Regions from separate parts of the Mus musculus genome. Here all the other regions are linked to region 1. Evidence: chromatin contacts called from public ChIA-PET, Hi-C and promoter capture Hi-C data. All regions are on one chromosome and are shown on one strand. The core of a region is the stretch at or near the end of the contact, and the rest is flanking DNA. Distances in the headings are between cores, read along the strand shown. Region 1 holds the start of Prdm4 (PR domain containing 4). Region 2 overlaps Syn3 (synapsin III). Region 3 holds the start of Btbd11 (BTB (POZ) domain containing 11). Region 4 holds the start of Ric8b (RIC8 guanine nucleotide exchange factor B).

The links. Promoter capture Hi-C pulls out the DNA fragments that hold promoters and counts their contacts. Hi-C and Micro-C count contacts between places; a contact is called where the count stands out from the background. ChIA-PET counts read pairs in DNA pulled down with a chosen protein or histone mark.
Region 2: a contact with region 1 is called in a promoter capture Hi-C map of the 3T3-L1 cell line, with 8 times the contacts expected there. The contact joins the enhancer-like site here to the promoter of Prdm4 in region 1. A contact is called at or near these places in 17 of 39 promoter capture datasets (the 3T3-L1 cell line, 3T3-L1-derived adipocytes, the C10 cell line and 11 more), 1 of 484 Hi-C or Micro-C datasets (cortical neurons), 8 of 115 datasets of contacts at active chromatin or transcription factors (bone marrow-derived macrophages, embryonic basal ganglia, embryonic forebrain and 4 more) and 4 of 9 other capture datasets (adipose tissue, embryonic stem cells, liver and 1 more).
Region 3: a contact with region 1 is called in an RNA polymerase II ChIA-PET map of memory CD8 T cells, with 26 read pairs. The contact joins the promoter of Btbd11 here to the promoter of Prdm4 in region 1. A contact is called at or near these places in 2 of 39 promoter capture datasets (embryonic stem cells and stem cell-derived epiblast-like cells), 3 of 115 datasets of contacts at active chromatin or transcription factors (astrocytes, memory CD8 T cells and pancreatic cancer cells) and 1 of 9 other capture datasets (adipose tissue).
Region 4: a contact with region 1 is called in a Hi-C map of CD4 T cells, with 2.4 times the contacts expected there. The contact joins the promoter of Ric8b here to the promoter of Prdm4 in region 1. A contact is called at or near these places in 5 of 39 promoter capture datasets (hippocampal neurons, liver, pre-B cells and 1 more) and 1 of 484 Hi-C or Micro-C datasets (CD4 T cells).

What each region holds. Positions count from the first base shown.
Region 1 is chr10:85,915,705-85,918,404 of GRCm38.p6, forward strand. Prdm4 (PR domain containing 4) reads right to left here and starts at 1,282. Exons shown (of 12, transcript NM_001302886.1): 1 at 1,104-1,282; 2 at 820-1,025.
Region 2 is chr10:86,462,636-86,465,335 of GRCm38.p6, forward strand. All of the region lies in intron 2 of Syn3 (synapsin III), which reads right to left. Among named protein-coding and RNA genes, the nearest start is that of Syn3, 35 kb to the right of the region's middle. Within about 2 kb of position 1,281, at least 22 of the 459 cell types and tissues checked have an H3K27ac peak or open chromatin away from gene starts, as enhancers often do.
Region 3 is chr10:85,385,404-85,388,103 of GRCm38.p6, forward strand. Btbd11 (BTB (POZ) domain containing 11) reads left to right here and starts at 1,411. Exons shown (of 17, transcript NM_028709.2): 1 at 1,411-2,700. The coding sequence starts at 1,926.
Region 4 is chr10:84,916,223-84,918,922 of GRCm38.p6, forward strand. Ric8b (RIC8 guanine nucleotide exchange factor B) reads left to right here and starts at 1,391. Exons shown (of 10, transcript NM_183172.2): 1 at 1,391-1,603. The coding sequence starts at 1,520.

The DNA of each region.
Region 1 (2,700 bases), core at 32-2,531:
CTCAACAGCCATAAACCAAAGGTCACAAGTACTCAAAGACAGAAGACACCAGGAAGGAATGCTGCACACAGTGACTCCCAAGGGACCTTCCCCTTCAACAAGGCACAGCCATTCTACCAACCTCATATCACCGTCCTAAGAAGGCCTAAAGGATACTGAGTTCTTTCTGTCTTGTCACTGTGTCTTCTGCCAATTATTCTTAGCTGTTTTTATGTTTCTAACTGACCGAAGTTGATCAATTGTTGGTTGCAAACCTCGCGCTGTTTTCTGGAAATGACATTTAAGAAACTAACAGGAATACAGCCACTTTACAAAATGCATCAACCAGCTCCAATAATTTCAGTCAATACGTTTTCTCTTCCCCGCTATATTGACAGCCTTTTAAAAGCTTTTGGGGGCGGGGGGGGGGGGAACCCAGCTAAATACTGCTCCGTCTTTACTACTCCGCTAACACAGTACCTTCTAGTTCAGGAGACTTGCACAATTTAAAAACTTCACCTCCGCACTCCACCATCCCTGGCTACAGTAACCCGCAAACCCCCAAAGGTGAAGAACTATGATACTACAGTAACATTCCAAATTAAAATAGCGAAAGCTAAAATACGACAGGAAAGAGGTGCCAAGCAGCTAACAATGTACGGCTACTCAGAACAATCACCCCAGGAACCAACTAGTACTCTGGATATTTCTATTGGGTTCAGGTGCTCAAATCCATTTACGCGTCACACGTGTGGCCCGAAGGCACCCAAACAAAGACTGAGTCTCCGGCGGCGTCCGCCCCGCTCCCTCGGCCCTGCCTTGGGGACCTGCCCTGCTCACCTGCACGTCCAGGGCAGGGGGCCGGCGGCTGCTAGGTGCGCGATGGGGCCGGTGTCACGTGCTACCACATCCCGCCGGTGGCCGCGCCTCCCCGCACTGCCCGACGTCTCCGAGGGCCGGCGGCTGCGCTCCGCGGCGAGGGCCCGGCATGCTGGGCGGCGCCCGGGGCTGTTTTCCCAGAAGCGCTGGCAGCCGGACTGGCCGACCTGGAAGAAGAGAAGAGCGATCAGCCGTGGCCTTTCCCTGCCCCGGGCCGCTCGAGCCCGCCCCGCCGCGTCGCCCACCTGAGGCCCGCGCTGGGGAGCACTGGCCCGGCCGCCTGGCTCGTCATCGGGCCGAACGTCGGCCCGGACGCTCCTGCCTCCCGGGACCCCGCGCCCGGTTTACAGCTCTCCTAACATTTCCCGCCCGGCCCCGCCCGGTCAGGCCCGCCGCCTTCACGGGGCCGCACCCTCGGGGGCGCCTTTCCGGCTTCTCAGCCACTCCGGGCCCGTTTCCGGCTTCCCAGCCACTCTGCGTCCGTGCTACCTGCCTACGGCCTGCGCTCCGACCCGCTCTTCCGGGGATACGCACCGCCCCCTCTCTGCGTGTGGAGAACCGCAGAGCCCCGGGAGTGGGCGGGCTTAGAGACGCTCCACCCAGAGTGTTGCAGCTCAGCTGGGTGCCGATCCAATCGAGGGCCGAATAATCGCTCCGCCGTTGCTAGGAGACCAGAACTGATACACGTGCTAGGGGTGCGTTCTGAACTCCAACGTTCTCCAGACTCTGCTTTTCTGTCCAGATGGCATGGCCTCAAGTAGGGAAGCATGAATCCACATAACACAACGTTTTTAAATATAGGATTGGGCCAGACGGCGGTGTGGCCCAGGAGTAATCGGGTTTCGATTCTGAAACTCTTTTACCCTGTGTGAAGTTTCCCTGCTCCCACATCATAAAAGATGATGTTGGGATTTGTGCAGGTGTTTTTCTTCTCTCTTTGCCTTCCCGTCCCTTCTGCACGGACAGGCACAGTGCTTACTTAGAATAATCATTGGAACCACAACATCTGCTCGGTAGCCAACTTTTGACATAATGTTTATTCATATGAGTGGGTGGGTGGATGTGAAAGCAAATGTGCATGTGTAAAAGAAGTTAGAGAACAACTTACACTCTCTTTCCCACATGTGGGTACCAGGGACTAAAGAGCCTTACCCTCTTTGCCACCTTGTCAGTCTATTTATGGCAATATCCCATACCCCACAATTCACTAATCATACCTAAGTATTTACCCAATACAGAAACATATACATGTGTGTATGTATGTATGTATGTACAAAGACATATGTACTAAGTTCCTTGCAACTTTGTTAATGATCTGTCATCAACCAATAAAGAGTTGCACTGAATCACCGTTGTGGAGCCCTAGGCAGCAATAAAAAGTAACAAGCTATTTGCATGTAGGTAGACCTCTAGAAGCTTTCTACACTGAGCAAAAAAACATCAGAAACAAAAGACTAGAAGTCTGTATAAAATTCTAGAAAAGGCCAAGACTTTACTAACAGCTCTGATGGATGTTGGAAGTTAGTGATAGGTGAAGAGATGAAATTGCCTATATAGAAAGACAGACATGAGGGACCATTTTGGATAATGGTTACATGCCTGTATATGTTTATAAAGATTGATCAAATAGTAAAGATTGGTGAGTTTTGTCATGTGTAAAAATGCATTTAAAAAGTAAGAGGTGGGGCATAGTGGTGCACACGAGTACTACCAATACTTGAGGATACTAAGGCAGGAAGGTCAGAAATTCAAGGTCATTCTGGTTTACATAGTAAGTTCTAGACAGACCTGGCATCTTTATAAAGACAATATTTAATTAGGGCTGGCTTATCCGTTCAGAGG
Region 2 (2,700 bases), core at 31-2,530, 550 kb after region 1:
GGAAGCTTGAAGCCAGGGCAACTGCTGGAAACTCTAGGCAAGGAAGCCAGTGCCTGCCGGGGCAGCAGGCTGAAGGAAACAGCTTAGAAACTGACTTGCGTGCTCACGGGCATCCCAGGACTGACTGCTTTGTCCCATCCCAGAGGACAGACCTGCTACCAAGCCAGACCTCTATTAGGGTGGCCAGAAGCTCCCTAGAGACCCAAGGCATGGCTAGGTTCACCTCCACAAGCTGCATCTTAAAGTACTCCGCCGTGAACCCTTGCGGCAAAGCTGTCTTGGGATCTCAGTTTGTTCTCAGAAAATGCAAACACTATAAACCTGATCAAAATCAAAAGCCTATGGCTGAGAAAGGCTCAAGGGGAGGACACCCCCACTACTCTTTCTCCCAAGGGACCGGCTGTCAAACTGCCTTCTAAATATGTTTATACTCATAACCGAGTGCAGCTCTCAGCCTGGGGCTTTTTTCCCCCTAGAGGATGTTGGTTAATGCAAAGATTAATATCTGGCGCAAGAGCTGAGAATATGTGATTGATGAGCATAATCATCAATTGATGATTATTGATGATCCATAGTTGGGACATCTATATCATTCCCTGTCAAGGCCTGGAAGCATCATAGAATTTAAGAGTGGCAGGATGCGAGGGTTGTCATGAAACGTTGTCACCCCAATATGACATTGTCACTGTAACTATGGACACACAGACCCTTCCACATTCAATCAGAGAGAGAGAGAGAGAGAGAGAGAGAGAGAGAGAGAGGGAGAGGGAGAGAGAGAGAGCACCAGTGTCCACAAGATCCCACCCTTTCCTGAGGCGCTGATGACTGTTAATGGTTGCTGTGAGGGGGTGTGTCATTTTCTCTAAGGGTGTAGCTACTGAGGGACTAGATGGGAAGAAAAATAAGGAAAAATAAATGCAAGGTCCCTTTCCCAGGGATCTGGCCATTTCTCAGGTGGAATTGATTGGACCCACAGATTTAAATAATCTGCCAGCTGGCCTCTGAGAAGAGGCGTGGGTTCCCAACACACTCTCTGCTTGCAAGGAAACCTCATGAGGCAGCTTGGCCCTGGACCAACAGAGAAAGACAGTTTGCAGGGCTGAGTCTGAGAAGGGTCAGGAAGCGGACAGCAGTGTGCCCCTGGTTCTGGGTGTGGGTGTGGGGGGTAGGGTCACTCTCAGCCCTGACAGTCGAAGCCCCTCTCATTATCATCTCAAAAGGGAAGGAAGAGGCTGTGGGAGCTGGTTTCTTCTCTTTTCACAACTTCTCCTTCCTCTCTGGAGACCTTCACACAAAGCAGGAGAGGCTGGGAAGAAGCTGGACCTGGAGGCAGCTGGCTCCGCCAGGATACATTGGACCGTGGGGCTAGCCTGCCACCTGCTGGCTAATTTTGGTAGCTGTAGTCAGGCAGTTTTGGAGACTTCTACAGGTAGGAGAGAGAATCTTCTGGTGTCTGCAAGCTGTTAGTTCTGGAAACAGTCTCCCTATGTAGCAGAGGCTGGCCTTGAACTCCCAGTCCTCTCAGACTCTGCCTCCTAAGTGCAAGGATTACAGTTGTGCCCTACCACAACCAGCAAGACCGATTCGAAGGCACCCAGGGAACATTAATTTGGAGAGAGCTGGGAATGCCACTGAGATGGTAAGAGGTTAGGAGGGCATAAAGATGTAAGAAAGGAGTTTGAAGGAGAAGCTGATGAACCTGTGGTAGGAAGTCTCCCAGTCACAAACATTCAGTGAATATGTGGCCAACTCCCAGGTAAGCCCATGAGTCTCAATTTCTTTTCCCCATCAAAGGGCAAGAAGCGTGCCAGAAACCAACCACTGTTGTTCTTAAGACCCAATTGAAGTGTGAGCAAGTGATAGATGTTTCCACACACCACTCAGGGCAAAAGCATTACCTCCACCATGACTTCCAAGGGAGCCGCACCTAAGCCTTCTACACTACTTATTTCTATACATTAAGGAGATCGATGACCAACGTCAAAATTTAAATGCTACTTGACTGGGGCCACTAGCTGGATCCCAGCCTTGTTCACTGTACCTTGTCACAGTGTCACAGGCTCTGTGGGCAGATAAAGAGCAATAATATCTACTTGGCAGGTGCTAAGCAGGAAGGAATGGCAATAGGAAGCCAGACACAATGGGATGGACCCTGTCCTTTCTGCACAATACAGGGGACAAAGGCATAAACCAAGAATGCCTGGAAGGTGTTGCTGCCATGATTAATGACATACAGAGAGGTCCACAGTTCTATACAATAGTATGAATATATGCTTGCATGCCACTTGGTAGTTACCCAAGGACTTTTATATTGACTTTCATGTTATCTACTTCCATAAAGCCCCGTGAGGAGACAGGTATAGCAAGTCACAAGAGCTACAAAGCTGGGAGGGAGTTGAGGGACAGACAGAATGTGGCCTAGTTGTTTGTTACCATACCACACTCTCCATTATTAAACTTCACTTCCAAACAGGAGGCAACTTTTCTTGTCAAATAGCTGAGGCAGAGGTAAGACAACTAGCACAGAATAAGGTCCAATGTCTGGTTAGGTGCTGGGGAGATGGCTCAGTGAATGAAGTATTTGACTTGCAAGCCTTAGGGAGACTGGAGGTTAGATCCCTGAACCCCTGTAAAAGTACGGAAGGCATAGTAGCCACCTGTAATCCCAGCCCTGGGGAGGCAGAGACAGGGAGTCCTGGT
Region 3 (2,700 bases), core at 161-2,660, 530 kb before region 1:
AGTAAATAGATCTTTTAAATAGTGGCTTTATTTCTGTTTGGTAAAGATCCAGATGTGGGATTATTGGATCACATGGTAGTTCTAATTAGTAATTTTTTGAAGATCTTCGGCATTATTTTCCATAATAGCTATATCAATTTCCCTTCTCACCAATAGAGTACACTCTTCTTTATCCTCCACACCCTTGTTGATGCTTGTAATCTTTTGACTTTCTGATAATCGCCATCCTAACAGGCATGAGCTGGCAGCTCCTTATGGTTCTGATTTGCAGTTACCCTGATGGCCAGTGATGTTGAGTGTCTTCTCACATCCCTTCAGCCACAGTTGAACGTTCAAACCAGCAGTTCAAAGCACGTCCTTCCCTTGTCGACTCATACATTTACCACAACTCCCTAGCCCAATGTGGGATCCAGACAAATAAATAGATAGTAGCAAGCCAGCGTGACAAGGGCCCAGAAATGTGAAGCCATCGAAGAGGGTGGGGTGGTGGAAACACCCAGGATAGTTTTGGGAGATCAGGGTGGGCTTCTTGTAGGAATAGGATTGTGTAAGGGAGGTAGGAATCTTTGAATGAATAAGGTTTTTCCTAAGGTAGGTAGAGATAGACAAATAGCCAAGCAATGATGCTGTTAGACACAGAAATGCAGCAGACACACACATATATTTTGTATCTTTCTTTAGCTGAAAAGAATATTCTCCTGTGCACAAATTTAAGTTTGAGCAGTCTAGAGCATTGTCCACCAGAACCACAGAGTGGCCGGAACACACACACACACACACACACACACACACACACACACACACACACACACCCTGGAACTTAAGGGTAGATTCCTGTCTGCCGAACAAACCTAGAAAGTCCTGGTGACAGGTGGTTTATGGCTAGAGATTCGCTTCCCAGTGGCAATTATCAGTCTCCCCCTCACTACTTTCCTGTTTTATTTCCTTCCATGCTGGAGCAAACCCAGGCTGAGAAGCGGCACCCGCCTGAATTAGTCAGGGTGCCTGAAGAGGGAGGAGAAACGTGCATCTTGTATGGGCTGGTGGGAGGGAAAGAGAAATCTAAAATGCCAAAGCAGAAAGTAACCCTCGGACAAACACTTTATGAACCGCAGAGTGGAACAAATAACGATATAAATGATATTTTTGTCGATAGTTCGAAAGCAGAAACTAGGGAAGCTACAGTTGCAGGATGACTGTTCTTCTCCAGGCTTCCACCTAGGCCGCGGATCCCTCCTAGCTGCAGCCCTGGTCAAGGCCTGGGGGGGCGTGTCTGAGGGGCGGGGCCGCATGGAAGGGAGGAATAAAAAAAAAAAAAAAAAACCTAAGTAATTAGCATCCCCCGATTCCATTGGCTCTTCGACGGCCCTGCTTTGCATGCGCCCGCCCTCTGACTGCTTGGTTTGCTGGGGCTCAGCAGGGTTTTGCAGCCGCCTGGCTACAGCGCTTTAGTGCGGGGCGGGAGCTCAAGAGAACCGCGGCCCGGATCCCGGAGCCGGGGGAGCCCGTAGCCCGCCGAGCTGCGGCGGCCGTATCTGGGGCGATCTAGGTCCTATCGACACTGTGGCCGGCTCTCGGAGGCTTCTGCATCCGTCTGGTCCCAGGGAGGAGAGGACCAGACACTTTTATTTTGGATGAAAGGCGCGGGTCCTGGCGGGAGCTTCCTTCCCGGCCTGGCTCGCGGCTCAGTGCGCCCTCGCTCTGGCCCCGACTCCAGAAGATGACTTCAGGTTCCGCCGTGTATCTTCCCGTGGTGACGGCTCGGGGAGACAGGCGAAAGTAGTGACACTTGCTGGCAACGCCAGGTGGGAAAGTGAGCCTAGGCGACGTGGAGCCCCGCTGTCCCCGAGGACCCCGGTGCCCACAGATCCTTGCCTTTCCTTCCCCTCGGCTCCACGGCGGCTGCAGCATGAAGTGGCGCAGCGATGGCCAGGAGAGGTAAGAAGCCTGTGGTGCGAACGCTGGAAGATCTGACGCTGGACTCGGGTTATGGTGGCGCGGCGGACTCTGTGCGCTCCTCCAACTTGTCTCTGTGCTGTTCTGACTCTCACCCGGCGTCCCCGTATGGCGGGAGCTGCTGGCCGCCTTTAGCTGACTCCATGCACAGCCGGCACAACAGCTTTGACACCGTCAACACTGCCCTGGTGGAAGACTCCGAGGGGCTGGACTGCGCCGGTCAGCACTGCTCGCGGTTGCTGCCGGACCTCGACGAGGTCCCCTGGACCCTCCAGGAACTGGAGTTGCTGCTGCTGCGCTCGCGGGATCCCCGGGCAGGCCCAGCGGTCCCCGGCAGCCTGCCCAAGGACGCGCTGGCCAAGCTCTCGATGCTGGTAAGCCGGGCTCTAGTGCGCATCGCTAAAGAGGCGCAGCGCCTGAGCCTGCGCTTCGCCAAGTGCACCAAGTACGAGATCCAGAGTGCCATGGAGATCGTACTGTCCTGGGGCCTGGCGGCTCACTGCACCGCTGCCGCGCTGGCCGCGCTGTCCCTCTATAACATGAGCAGCGCTGGCGGCGACCGCTTGGGCCGTGGCAAGTCGGCGCGCTGCGGCCTCACCTTCTCCGTGGGCCGCGTGTACCGCTGGATGGTGGACAGCCGCGTGGCGCTGCGCATCCACGAGCATGCCGCCATCTACCTGACCGCCTGTATGGAGAGTCTCTTCCGGGACATCTACTCGCGGGTGTTGGCCTCCGGGCTACCTC
Region 4 (2,700 bases), core at 141-2,640, 1.0 Mb before region 1:
CATTTTAAAACAAGAACAGCAGGGCTGTTCATGGTGATGTCCACAAGAACAGACCACCCAGTAAGGTTGGGACTTGTTTTGGGAGCCACTGTATCCACACTGTATTGGATAATGCCCAGCAATGCACAAATTCTCAAATATTTAATTTTTTGAGATGTTGAGTGAACCCAGATGAAATGTAAGTGGCTGGCACAGAACTAACACTTGGAGAATATGTGCCTCCATCACCACTGACTCCATGGATACTCTGGTTGTGTGATATTTACATCTTTGGGAACGACCTGGATTCAAATCTCAACTTTCTCAATTACTAAGTGCAGAGCTAATTTCCCTGGGTTCAAATCCCAGGTATGCCTCATTAATTCTGAGCTTCAATTTCTTCATCTGGAAAATAGAAATAAAATATATATGTATATATGTACATACACACACACACACATATACATACATATAATATAAAATTATATATACATAATCTAATAATCTATCTCCAAATAATATCTATATAGATATATAGATCTCTCCAAATTTCTTTATCTGTTGTGATTCCTTAGGGTTCCACAAAGAACTGTGTTCAATTTCCCATGTTGCTGTAGCCTAGTGCATAACAGGACTGCAACCGGGTGAGGAGGGTGAGCATTCCAGAGACGGAAACCGCTAACTGAGCATAGAGGGAACTCAACCTGGCGCTGACAGCCACTACCAAGGGTCGGCCGTTTCGCCATCGTCAGTAAGTCCAACCAGCCGCGTCTAAGTGCAGGTCAGAAAAAAGAAAAAAATAAAAACCAAAAAAAAAAAAAAAAAAACCCAAAAACAAAAAACCCAGTTAAACCCCAGTTTAGACCCTCCCACCAACGAAGGGTCCCTCCGCCTCTGGCCTCCAGCGGTCGCAGGATTCTGGTTTCCGGCCTTTAGGGAACTACATTTTCCAGCATGCCCTCTGGAAAGAGGGAAGTCTTTTGCACTGGATGACTACCAATTCCGGCATGCTATTCAGTTCACTAATAACTCAGATGACAGCGTGGGATGAGCCCATTGCATGTCGGGAATTGTAGTGTAGAAGCGGTAGGCTCGCAGATGGGCGGGGAACAGCCCGCCAGTTCTCGTCCGCTATGGGGGAATGATTCATAGAGTGTTAGGAGAGACAGTTCTGCTCGTGGAAGCCCGCTGCGAAGCCCAACTCTTCCCCAAGGCTGGCAGACCTAGGGGAGTAGGCAGGGCCTGGGCCTGACTCAGTCTCTGGTGGCTCCTCAGGCCTCCACCAAGCCCCGGGCCTTGTCAGGGGAGGCCTCCGGGCGCCGGTTGCTGGGGGAGCGGTGACGTCGCGGGGTGAAAGTTGAGGGGCGGTGACGTAGGGCCTGCCCGGGCGGAGGCTGGCGGGTTGGAGGCTGGAGGGAGGGAGGGAAGGAGGGAAGGAAGGAAGCTGGGAAGGAGCGAGGTAGCGGGGGCGCGAGGCGTTTACCTGGGAGGCAGCGGCTGGGGCGCGCACAGCGGCTGCGGCTCCCCCGCACCTGCGGCCATGGATGAAGAGCGCGCCCTCTACATCGTCCGGGCCGGCGAGGCGGGGGCTATCGAGCGGGTCCTGAGGGATTACAGCGACAAGGTAAAGAACTCTGGCCCCGGGCGTTCGCTGTCTTGTCCCCCCTCCCCCCGGGCCGCCTTCGGGGCTTGCACTTCGCATCCTCCCCATCCCCCTCATTCCGGGGATGCGCATTGCTCTCCCCCGAAAACGTTTCCGGCTTGGGCATGCGTGTTTGTGCCCCCAGCCTTTCCCACTCGTTCATCCTGCATCTACCCATTGCCTCCACTATAATGCCCACTCCGATTTCTGGCCCAGCAGCCTGTCCTGTGGTCTTCTTCCTAAACGTGCAAGGCACACCCCCAGAATCTGTAGATGCGCGGCTGCCCAGTGCCCCGTTCCTGGATGCATAAAATGCATGCGAGGCTTTCTCACCTGTATAGTGTGAAAATACATGCTTCTCTGCATAAACACGGCCCTTGTCATGCACAAAACATATCAGCAACGATGGCAGGTCTTTGTGTACCTGTACCATTGTATGGTTTACCAGGCATTGATGTCTTTTATGTGATCTCCTTTGATATCCTCCAAGTGCTTATAAAGTAGATGGTATCAACCTTCCCATTTCATAGATGAGGAAACCGAGGTGCAAAGAACTGAAATCACGCCCCAAGGTCATGGACATATGTTGCAAGTGGGTAGAAAATCCAACTCCTAATAATACCTGTTATTTGTATCGCATTAACAGCTTTTCTGTTCATTATCTCATTTAATCTTGACAGCAATCCTGTGAGGTATTATCTGTGTTTTGCAATGGAGCCTCCAGATGGGCTAAGTAACTAGCCCAAGGTCATTCCTGGGAGCCAGAGCCTTCCCACCTAGGTTTTCAAACTATCCATTCACTGGTCTTTTGCTACAGTGATCGGTATCTTATTATTAATACCACTTTCATCTCTGGAGGAGCTCTCTCTCCAAGTACCATTAGATCTTCCTTTTCCTTTCAGCAGTTTCTCATGTTTGCTTTAATAAGTAGCCTACCTAACACCTTTAGGCTGTTTGGGAGACTTGTATGACTCTCTTCTCTGAAGACCCATCCATCACCAAGTTACACCATATACCTAACAGGTACCTTACTGTTCCTTTCCCCTGCCTATTTATCAGCCCTCTCTGAAAGAAACATG